2 separate regions of the Zea mays genome follow, and region 2 is linked to region 1. Evidence: chromatin contacts called from public Hi-C data. All regions are on one chromosome and are shown on one strand. Each heading gives the region's core, a stretch centred on a gene start, on an enhancer-like site or on the middle of the called end of the contact. The rest is flanking DNA. Distances are from core to core; before and after follow the strand shown. Region 1 holds the start of LOC100283801. Region 2 holds the start of LOC118477033 (tyrosine-sulfated glycopeptide receptor 1).

Evidence for each region. Hi-C and Micro-C count contacts between places; a contact is called where the count stands out from the background.
Region 2: a Hi-C map of bundle sheath shows a contact between it and region 1, with 2.2 times the contacts expected there. The contact joins the promoter of LOC118477033 here to the promoter of LOC100283801 in region 1. A contact is called at or near these places in 3 of 25 Hi-C or Micro-C datasets (bundle sheath, ear and leaf).

Annotation. Positions count from the first base shown.
Region 1 is chr4:245,730,082-245,735,662 of Zm-B73-REFERENCE-NAM-5.0, forward strand. It overlaps LOC100283801, which reads left to right and starts at 2,026. Exons shown (of 1, transcript NM_001156700.2): 1 at 2,026-3,217. The coding sequence starts at 2,205. The coding sequence ends at 2,795. LOC100272658 reads left to right here. Exons shown (of 16, transcript NM_001147116.1): 14 at 2-128; 15 at 211-354; 16 at 644-1,152. The coding sequence ends at 829.
Region 2 is chr4:245,901,378-245,906,958 of Zm-B73-REFERENCE-NAM-5.0, forward strand. LOC118477033 (tyrosine-sulfated glycopeptide receptor 1) reads left to right here and starts at 2,619. Exons shown (of 1, transcript XM_035967560.1): 1 at 2,619-5,581. The coding sequence starts at 3,090.

The DNA of each region.
Region 1 (5,581 bases), core at 776-3,275:
GATCATTTAATGATAAGCCAGTGAATGATTCAGCTGTTGGGCCAATTGGAAAAGACTTGTTTGAGAGGGAGCAAGATGACCTCCTCTGTGACCTGAAGGACATTCCTAAGAAAGCCTGTGATCGACGGGTAAGTTGAAATGTTGAGTCATCTGTCAGAATCCTCCCTTCCTGTACTGGATTTCTGAAACGGACAGCACCGTTTCTTCCAGGTCAATGAGTTTGTTAAGCGTGCCCGAGCTGCCAAGATCCATGCTTACATAATTGGCCATCTGAAGAAGGAGATGCCTGCAATGATGGGAAAAGCCAAGGCTCAGCAGCGACTCATAGACAACTTAGACGAGGAGTTTGCAAAGGTACTTACACATAACTTGATTGCTCGTATGTCTATGACTGGGGTCTAATTTCATATTTTCAGCAGAAGATTTTCTTGATAAGATTGATCATTTGAATAGTAAAATGTTGCTTTTGGGCAAAAGTTTTTTCTTGGGGGGTTACTAATGGGTAGGCTGCAGGTATATGATAACTCGTCTACAACTAACCTTGATTTGGTCGCACCTAAATCCAAAGTTACTGTCATTTTTCCTCTTTTCTTTTTGCTCAACATCCCTCTGCTTGGCTGATACTCGTGGTCCGGTGGAACAGGTGCAGAGGGAATACCATCTCCCCGCCGGAGACTTCCCCGACGTCGAGCACTTCAAGCAGGTGCTGGGCGGGTACAGCATCGACAAGTTCGAGAAGCTGAAGCCGAAGATGGTGCAGGCGGTGGACGACATGCTCGCTCACGACATCCCGGAGCTCCTCAAGAACTTGCGGAACCCGTACGAGTGAACTGATCTGACCTCTCGCGTCCGTCGGTTGTAAAAAGATTATCTTAGCTGTCACGTCCGGTGATGGCGGACGGACGAGGCAGACGTTCCTGGGAGGGAGATGCCTAGACGGTTACGGGTCACTACTTCTAGCTGTCCGCAGCTGTGCCAAAACCGAGAGGACACATGAGGGTTCAGATCGGACAGCCACAGCGCATAGCCTGTGTTGGTTTCGGCGTCAGTGCTCTCTGCACGCGAAGGAGCTGCTGCGGCACCGTTGCCGTGCCGTCTCGCTGTGATACATTTTCCCTCGTGACGAGATGAAAAGAGAGTTGCAGGCGGCAGAAGCGATACGGTGCAATGATAGCTTGAGACCATGTGACGTTGCTGGGCCTGGGCGGCACACGATGCGTGACGCACCAGCGCCGCGCCGCACCCGCTGCCTTTGCCCTGTGGTGTCCCGGCTGGTGGTGTTTTGCGTACGAGCGCGGGGCAGATCGTTTGGACCTGGATGGACGGTGTCTGGCCGACTCCACACACATGATAATGGGCTCGCCCTTGAAGTGGGGCCGTGTGTCGTCCGTCCCTCTCCCTTGGTGGCCTGCTTTTTTTTTCTTTGAAAAAATTACTGGAACCTCTAGATATTGTTTTCCCAGAAATCCTAGATGAGCTGGTGGATTACACGCATTCCAAAGCGGTCAAAGAACATGGACGTGAGACAGGTAAATGGCGGTTAGTTTTTATGTTTAATTACCGCACTGGCTTGGCTTAGCTTTGCACGTGGAAGAAGTGAAACAAGCTCGATTCAGCTCCCGTTTGGCAGCACTAAACTGACGGTGTCCACAGCCACAGGCAGGCAGGCAGCACAGTGGCGCGAATATGCCGCCCCCGCACTAGTGGCACCGCGGCTACCAGCACGACACGCTCGGGCGCACCCAGGCCAGGCCGGCAAGCGTCGCATCGGCATCGCTAAAATCCGGCGCGCCCAACCCACCACACCACACCGCTGGGTCTGGCCTCTGGCGGTGGCGACTGGCGAGGCTTGAGAGGAGGCGCGGCAGGCAGAGGCAGCCGACCGACCCCGGGACGTGGACGTGGTGACGCGGTCGGGGAAATCAACCCGACAGACCGACGCGGCGCCCGGGTCGTGGCGGGCCCGGCGTGTCAGCCTCCGCGGGGCCGTGCCGACCAAACAGGCGCGGGCGCGGGAGGAAAGGTAAGGAAAGGCCACTCGGGGGGCGGGGCGGGGCCTGGCCAAGCCAAGCCAAACGCGGAGTCGCCGAGGAGGAGGAGGAGGACAAGGCACAACAAGCCGCACGAGAAGGCAGGCAGGGCAGGGCAGGGCAGGGCAGAGGGGAAGAAAGAGGAGGAGGAGAAGAAGCGCGTGGAGGAGCGGGATGCGGCGGGCGAGGCTGCCGCCGGTCCCGGTCCCGACGGCGCCGGGGGACGCGGGGCCGGAGGTGAAGTACCGCGGGGTGAGGCGGCGGCCGTCGGGGCGGTACGCGGCCGAGATCCGGGACCCGGCTAGGAAGACCCCGATCTGGCTGGGCACCTTCGACTCGGCCGAGGCCGCGGCCCGCGCCTACGACGCCGCAGCCAGGACCATCCGCGGCGCCGCCGCGCGGACCAACTTCCCCTCCGCGCCCACCTCCGCCGCGGTCGCGCCGCCGCCGCCACTCCCCGCCTCAACCGCCGCCGCGGCGGGCGCGGCGACGTCCAGCCTCAGCAGCACCGTGGAGTCCTGGAGCGGCGGCGGCGGCGGCGGCGCGCCCGCCGGGATCCTCCGCGCCGCGGCCGCCCCGGCCGCCGAGGAGGACTGCCGCAGCTACTGCGGCTCCTCGTCGTCGGTCCTCTGCGAGGACGGCGCGTCGGGTCCGGGCTGCGGCGACGAGGCCGCCGCGCCGCCGCCGTTGCCGTTCGATCTGAACGTGCCGGACCCGGCGGCCGACGACATGGACTGGCGCTGCGACACGCTGCTCCGCCTCTAGCCGCCGCCGCCGCAGGCCCGCAACCACTCCTCCCCAGACTGGTGCCCCCAGGATATCTCGCTCGCTTCGCGTGGCCGGCCGACGCTGATCCGGCGGAACGGAGCGGAGCAATGCGTGCGTGCGTACCCCACCCCGCCATGAAGTGCTATCGTGCTATTTTGCTATTCTCTCCATAGAAATTGATAATTTTAGTCTCTCTCTCTTTTTTTTTACCACTGCCAAGACTCGGTAATTACTCTGTGATAATGTGAATAACTCATTATGTAATCCGTGGGGAGTGGAGGGAGCCTGGTCTCGCGAAACCTTCCTGTCTCCTCCTGCTGTGTGTGTATCTGTAGCAGCAGCAGCAGCAGCACGATGTAATACTGTCTGTCTTGCTGTAATTCTCAAGAGATAATGGAATTAAGAGTGATTTACAGACACCTTGCTTCTGTGTACTTACTGGCTGCTACTTACTTCGATTGTGATATAGGGCGTGTTCGGCTGGCTGCAAGCCGACACTGTTGCAGCTGTTTGGATTGCTGCAGCTGCAATCCATAGAGAGAAAAATACTGTAGAAGCCGTAGCCGCAGCCGGATTGCAGCCGCAGCAAGCCGCAGCGAACAAGCTGATATACTTGTGTGCCCTGTCCTTCATGAGAGCAGAGCTGCAGAAGTTCTCGAGTGGAATCAGGATTTCCAGGAGTATGATCGGCTTCAGTCCAAAGCCAGCCGATAGCATCTGAGATCTGATCCGGGCTGGGACGCGTTGCGGCACTCTGCAGAGCGGGCAGAAAACCCCATCAGGTCAGGGTCCGGGGCTGGGGACACACGTTGCCGTCGGACGAGCCTGTGCTGTGCGCCGCGGATCGGGACTGCGATTGGGGGGCGATGGCAATTGGCATGCGCTCGCTGCACGGCTGCCGGCTGCCGGCTGCCGGCTGCCGCAGTGCTGTGGTGTGGTGTGGTGTGGTGTGGTGCAGCGGCAGCGGTTGGATGGGCCGGCAAAAATCTCGTCCACTCCAACGGCTGATATCGATTGGTTGGTTGGACGGACGACGGACCCCGCCCCCGGGCGGACCGACGAGTGGTGCAGGTGCTACAACGTTTTGTGCTGTGTGGGTCGTGACGGTGGCTCGACGCGGGTCGGGGAAAGGTGAGTTTCGCTCCCAGCCGAGTGCTCCGCTACGCACGCACGCACGCGGCACACACGGACCTTTGTTTCTGGCATGTGCTTTATGTAGCTAGGGAGGGGGAGAGCCTGGCACGGCACGGGTGGACGGACGGACGGACGGCAGCGTGTGGCGCCGTCGCTCGCTGAACGGTGGCCGCGAACTCCGCCCCGCGCCGGCTGTCCTTGCCTGTCGATTGGTGCAACGTTCACCCAAGCAGCACCCTGCCGCTGCGCCTTGCAGGTCGTTGAGCGCCGGCGACCAGCGCACCGAGCCTTGCAGGTCACGGCTTCCTCGCGCCGCGTCTCCAGTCCACCGTGAGAGTGAGACGACGACGACCAGCGGCCCAACCACGCGCCTGCCTCTCGGATCCCCCCTTGTGCCGGCCTGCTGGCTGGGCCCAACACGGGCTGGGTCTCCTCACGCACCGCACGCTGGGCCAGTGGACCGACGCGGCCTATCAGTCTCTCCATAAGGGTCCATATATAACAAGAGAGAAAGGAAAAAAACAGTACAGCCTGATTGAACTGTGTCTAACTCTAAACTAGCTGTTGGATTTGAAAGACCCGCTCAAACTTTAACACTGCATAATATAAATATAATCTAACTTTTAAAATCGGACAAAAATATTTTTTTAAAACTACTTGAAGTGATTTTTTTGCATGGTTTTACTGACGTGGCAGTGGGGCCACTCGCCATCTGCTCTCTCTTTCTCTCCCTCCCTTCCTTTTGGTACATAGGAAAGAACAACGTTTTCATGTAAAAAAATGTATGAATTCGATAAAAGCTATAAAATATAGGAGGTTTAGGCCGTGTTCAGCAGATCGTGCATATCATCGTGTAAAACATTTTTTTCCACCGTAGATAGTAGAGTGAAGTTTGAATCAGAAGATGAGATAGAGAATATCATGTGACGGGTGCTAGAGATAGCCTCAGAAAAGTTGATACCATACGTTCTCTCACTACTCGTCGATCAAAAGACATTTTGAGTCCCTATATTTAATTTTTAGTTCCTAAATTTGTAACTACGGGCTATGGGATGTTTGTTTTTAGGACTATTTTTTAGTTCCTTTATTTTATTCCATTTTAATTTATAAATTATCAAATGCGGAAAAATAAAATATAATTTTAGTTTTCGTAATTTATGGACTAAAATAGAAATAAAATTTATGGACTAGCGGTGGCTCGGTTGGACACATGGACGTGTTTTTACGTGGCCTGCGGTGTGCGGACTGGGCTGAGGAAGCTGGAGCTAGCGGCATTGTTCGTTCGTGCCAGCGATCCCCGGGGACGGGGAGAGAGGGAGTCTGGGGACTGGAGGGCGAAAAGGCCAAGCAGATGGAATCAAATCAAATCAAATGAAACCGCTTGGCCCCGTGTCCAAAAATGCCAGTCCTCTCTGCGATTCTGCTGGGCGGGCGGCAGAGTACTGCGCTGCGTAGCGCTGCTGCGCAGGCTGCTCCTGCTCCTGCCGGGCCCGGGGCGTCTGGCAGCGGCAGGCCGCATGCAGGGCCAGGGGGGAAGCTTTGCCTTGCTTGCTGCCCTTGCACTTGGACCCTTTGGCTGGCGCGCGGGCGAAACGAAAAGAAGAAGAAGAGAACGGGACAAGCCACAAGCTTCCAAACGAACCGTCGCC
Region 2 (5,581 bases), core at 1,369-3,868, 170 kb after region 1:
TAAATTTAAGCAAGAAAATACAATGATCAAGAGGTATAAAAATGCAGTCTTGTTACCACACTCAAACTCTAGATATCCACAATCACATAAAAAAGAGTTCTCAAGTCGTTCATTGGCAGCTCTGTTCTTCTCCTTGCCTATCATCGGCGAAGGGTTGGGAGAGACGGAACCCACCACTCGAAGTGCTCGTGTGGCCATCTCCATCTCCACCATTGATTGAAAAGAAGGTACCAAACTCGTCAGGACAATCGAAAGAAAAAAAAAACACCTCTTATGATTCAAAATGAGTTCATGTCACTAACTTATCAGCAATTTAATAAGACATATCAAGCAATAGTAAAAATAAAATAAAATGACCATGAACAACTGTTTACATTAAAAACGGTCGCATAGAAGTAATGAGTAGCTCTGTATGGATGCCTTGACTGAAACATGTGGGCGATAGTTTATCTTAATAGAGATTGGTTTCCAAAAAAAGTATGTTTAAAATGGATTAAAGAATAAAAAAACTCATAGGAGGCCGGTGTGAATCAAGGGCTAGGCAGGTGTGTGTGTGGCCACACCTCCACGTTAGATCCAGTCGTGCAGTGCCCGTGAGCGCGCTGACCGAGACCGACGCATGGGTAAGGTTGGACGGGAAGGCCGTCGTTGTCCACTCCACGCGCATCCTTTCATCCAGTCGTGCAAGTGCAACGAAGAGAGCGCGCTGACCGAGACCGATCGCATGGGGTTGGACGTACACGCGCATGCCGTTGCCGTGGGTCCCCGTGGCTTCTTCTGCGTCCTCCTGTCGTCCCGTGCTTCCACCCCAATCTCCATGTCTGCCTGGCTGCAGGTAGCAGAGAGTCCCGGAGCCACCCTGCTATGCTCTCCCGGCAGGTTCCTCTGCAATTTGACTTCTGCGAAAGATAAACAAATAGAGTGTGAATACAAGCAGCAGCAGCAGCAGCCAGACGAGACCTCAAAGTGTTCTTCTAGGAAAAAGACGCAGAAAGGGACGCAGCGCTAGCTCGGCACTGATCAGCTGAGCAGGCTGGACAGTAGTAGTGTTTAGTGCCATCCGTCCGTCCACTTCCACTGGCCGTTCCGCAGTCGACACCACGAAAGATAATAAGAGAGCATCATGCAATACAAGGACGGGACGACCACTATCCACTATGAAACGCGCAAGTGCACCCCACTAGCCAAGCAAGCAAGCAATCATTATCCACATCAACATGATCATGAGCCGCTGGAGTCAGGGGCCGGCCATGGAAAACAGCCGCACAAGGACAGGGCTTCAGGTCGCCGTCAACAGCCACCTTCATCGACCTCTCTCTCTCTCTGCCTTTTCTTATATCTCTCTATCCTCCAAAGTCCAGACCGTGTCGATACCCTGACCACGGCGCCAATCATGGACCTAAAAATCACTGCATAGTGACGCTCTCTCCCTGCGCTGCCCTCTAATGCTATCTCTAGCAACTCTCTTATCTTAAATTTTACTCTGCAAACAGTGCTACAGTACAAATAAGTGAGATCAGGGCTGTTCCTGACTTTTGAGGGGCCTGGGACAAGATTATAAACAGAGACCCTAACACCATAAAGACTTGAGCAGTAAAAAATAGAAGTAAGATTATTACCTCAAATATATTGTAGAGATCAATTTAAAAATGTCTTCTAACATTTCTAGATGCAAAATCATCAATGATGGCTTCAATATTGACATCATCTAATAATTTCTTCTCAATACATAAAGTTGCTAGCCCGTTTAACCTTTCTTAAGACATTGCAGACCTTAAATAATTCTTCAATAACTTAAGCTTTGAGAAGCTCCTTTCAGCTGATGTCTAGTTATTGGTATAGTAAATAATATCCGATAAGCAACAAATATATTGGGATAGCAATCCATTCTCCTAACAAACTCAAAAATATATTGGTATAGTAAATAATATCCGTTTCTATCCTATATTTCTATTGGACTTTGTGTACGGTGGGGCCCCTGGGAGATGGGGGCCAGGTCGACCGCCCCTCCCGCCCTGCCTCAGGCACGACCCTGAGTGAGATCTGCTGGGTACAACCTTAGGCCAACTCTAACAGGCCGTGTAAACGTCCGTGCAAACTATCGATGGCCAATAAGCACGAGGCCCGTGAGCCCGGCACGAAGCCCGCTGTTTGGGCCCGATCCGAGCCCAGCACGACCCGGTTCTATACGGGTCCGGGCCTGCCCGGCACGAATAAGCGGACTGGGCTCGGACAGGAAATTAGGCACGGTGGGCTAGTCCGGCACGGTCCATTTACCTCTAAGCCCGTTAAGCCCATTTTTTACACTAAATCGTGCTTACTGGCCCGCTTAACCCGTTTTCGGCCCGCTTTTTAGGTAGACGGCCCGACCCGGTGTTCTAACCGTGCCTGGCGGGCCAGGCCGAGCGGCCAGTTTGGCCATCTCTAGTGCAAACTGTATATTGCACTGTTTACATAGTGAAGTTTGAAATAAAAAGTCTAGTGGAGATAGTCTTACCAATTGAAAATCCTGAAGGCATTCAGCTTCTTTGGAAAACACCGGACACGCAACTTTTCCCTGTCAACCCACGCTGGTAAAACGGCACGCCGTATATGAAGTCAAATCTGCCACAGGAAGAAATAAAATATTAATATATGTGATCAGGTAAATCACGGCGGTCTGTAATAACGGCAACAACTCAGCCAGTCAGCCGGGCCTGGTGACTCGCAGAAGGCAAATTCAGTAGTATTTTATAAGGCCAAGATGCTTGTTCAGATGGATCAGGTAGCCGCCGGCCGCCACCGATGGAACGTCGGAGTGTGAACAAGCAGCAGGCTGCTTCTCGTCTGGTACTCTGGTGTATATAAAATAGAACCATAACGAGCACCGTGTTATGGGCATCTGATCGTTGACTCCATTTTTCTTTGGGTGGCCACGGCTGTCAATGGACGACCACCAAGAGGCGCCTCCTCCTCCTTCTACTTCTACGGTTCTACCCCCATTGCTTGCTCCTCCCTGATCAGACACAGACCATTGGCACATACTTCGTCTAGACGGGAGTAGTGCAGTGCAGGACACACAGCTTCAGCGCGGCATCTGGTTCGTTCCCATGCTAGTTCCAATTCCAACACGAAGCCATGCAGCCACTCCACGTTTCATGCAAGAGAAGCCGGAGCCGGAGCCGGAACCGGAACACACTGCACGTACCTCCTTCCACCGGCCTCGCGCCCTCGCCCTTGCGCTGCTGCTCATCTCCATCTCCTGGGAGTCCTGCGCCAGCGCCTGCGGGGAGCCGGAGAGGGCGTCCCTGCTCCAGTTCCTCGCGGAGCTCTCTTACGACGCCGGCCTCACCGGGCTCTGGCGAGGCACCGACTGCTGCAAGTGGGAAGGGATCACCTGCGACGACCAATACGGGACAGCCGTCACCGTCAGCGCCATCTCGCTGCCTGGCAGGGGCCTCGAGGGGCGCATCTCGCAGTCCCTCGCTAGCCTCGCCGGCCTGCGGCGCCTCAACCTGTCCTACAACTCGCTGTCCGGTGACCTGCCGCTCGGACTGGTGTCGGCGTCCGGCAGCGTCGCCGTCCTCGACGTCAGCTTCAACCAGCTCAGCGGAGACCTGCCGTCTCCAGCGCCGGGCCAGCGGCCTCTCCAGCTACAGGTACTCAACATCTCGAGCAACTCGTTCACGGGGCAGCTCACGTCCACGGCGTGGGAGAGGATGCGGAGTCTGGTCGCGCTGAACGCCAGCAACAACAGCTTGACCGGGCAGATCCCGGACCAGTTCTGTGCCACAGCGCCGTCCTTCGCCGTGCTCGAACTCAGCTACAACAAGTTCAGTGGCGGCGTGCCCCCAGGGCTTGGGAACTGCTCCATGCTCAGAGTACTCAGGGCTGGCCACAACAACCTCAGCGGGACTCTCCCCCGTGAGCTTTTCAACGCTACATCGCTGGAACGCCTCTCCTTCTCCAGCAACTTTTTGCATGGAACAGTCGATGGCGCACATGTAGCCAAGCTCTCCAATCTGGTCGTCCTTGACCTAGGAGACAACAGTTTCGGCGGCAAGATACCTGATACCATAGGTCAGCTCAAGAGATTGCAAGAACTTCATCTGGACTATAACAGCATGTATGGGGAGCTGCCACCAGCCCTGAGCAACTGCACGGATCTCATAACTCTAGACCTTAGGAGCAACGGTTTCAGTGGCGAACTCTCCCGGGTTGATTTCAGCAACATGCCCAGTCTAAGAACCATAGATCTCATGCTGAATAACTTCAGTGGCACGATTCCGGAGAGCATATACTCCTGTAGAAACCTGACTGCGCTGCGGCTAGCTTCGAATAAGTTCCATGGACAGTTATCAGAAGGGCTAGGCAACCTGAAGTCCCTCTCGTTCCTGTCGCTTACAAACAACAGCCTTTCAAATATAACAAACGCGCTTCAGATACTGAGGAGCTCCAAGAACCTGACCACGCTTCTTCTTGGAATCAATTTCTTTGAAGAAACCATACCGGATGATGCCGTGATCTACGGTTTTGAGAATCTTCAGGTTCTGGACATCGGAAACTGCCTCCTGTCAGGAGAAATACCTCTCTGGATATCGAAGTTAGTAAATCTGGAGATGTTGTTCTTAGATGGCAATCGACTCAGTGGACCCATACCAACCTGGATCCACACACTGGAGTACCTTTTCTACTTAGACATATCAAACAACAGCCTTACAGGGGAAATTCCGAAAGAAGTAGTGAGTATACCAATGCTAACTTCAGAGAGGACTGCAGCTCATTTGGACGCAAGCGTTTTCGATCTGCCAGTCTATGATGGTCCATCACGTCAGTACCGCATACCGATTGCTTTTCCTAAAGTTCTAAATCTAAGCAGCAACAGATTCACAGGTCAGATTCCCCCAGAGATTGGTCAGTTGAAAGGCCTCCTTTCACTTGATATCAGCTCCAACAGCTTAACCGGACCGATCCCCACATCTATCTGCAATCTCACAAACCTGCTGGTGCTTGATTTATCCAGCAATGATCTCACGGGTAAAATCCCAGTTGCATTGGAGAATCTGCACTTCCTTTCCACATTCAACGTTTCTAACAATGACCTGGAAGGGCCTATTCCAACCGGTGGCCAATTTGGTACATTTCAGAACTCCAGCTTTCTAGGGAATCCGAAGCTGTGCGGCTTTATGATCGGTCGTCGATGCGATTCAGCCGATGTGCCTCTGGTATCCACAGGAGGAAGAAATAAGAAGGCCATTCTCGCAATTGCATTTGGTGTGTTCTTTGCAATGATTGCCATTCTTTTGTTGCTGTGGCGTCTCCTTGTCTCCATCAGGATAAACCGTTTAACGGCCCAAGGTAGAAGGGAGGACAACGGATATCTTGAAACAAGCACATTCAACTCCAGCTTGGAGCATGGAGTGATCATGGTGCCACAAGGAAAGGGAAATGAAAACAAGCTCACGTTCTCTGACATTGTAAAAGCCACAAATAACTTCAACAAGGAAAACATCATTGGGTGTGGTGGTTATGGTCTAGTCTATAAGGCTGAACTACCTGATGGCTGCAAGCTTGCTATCAAGAAGCTCAATGATGAAATGTG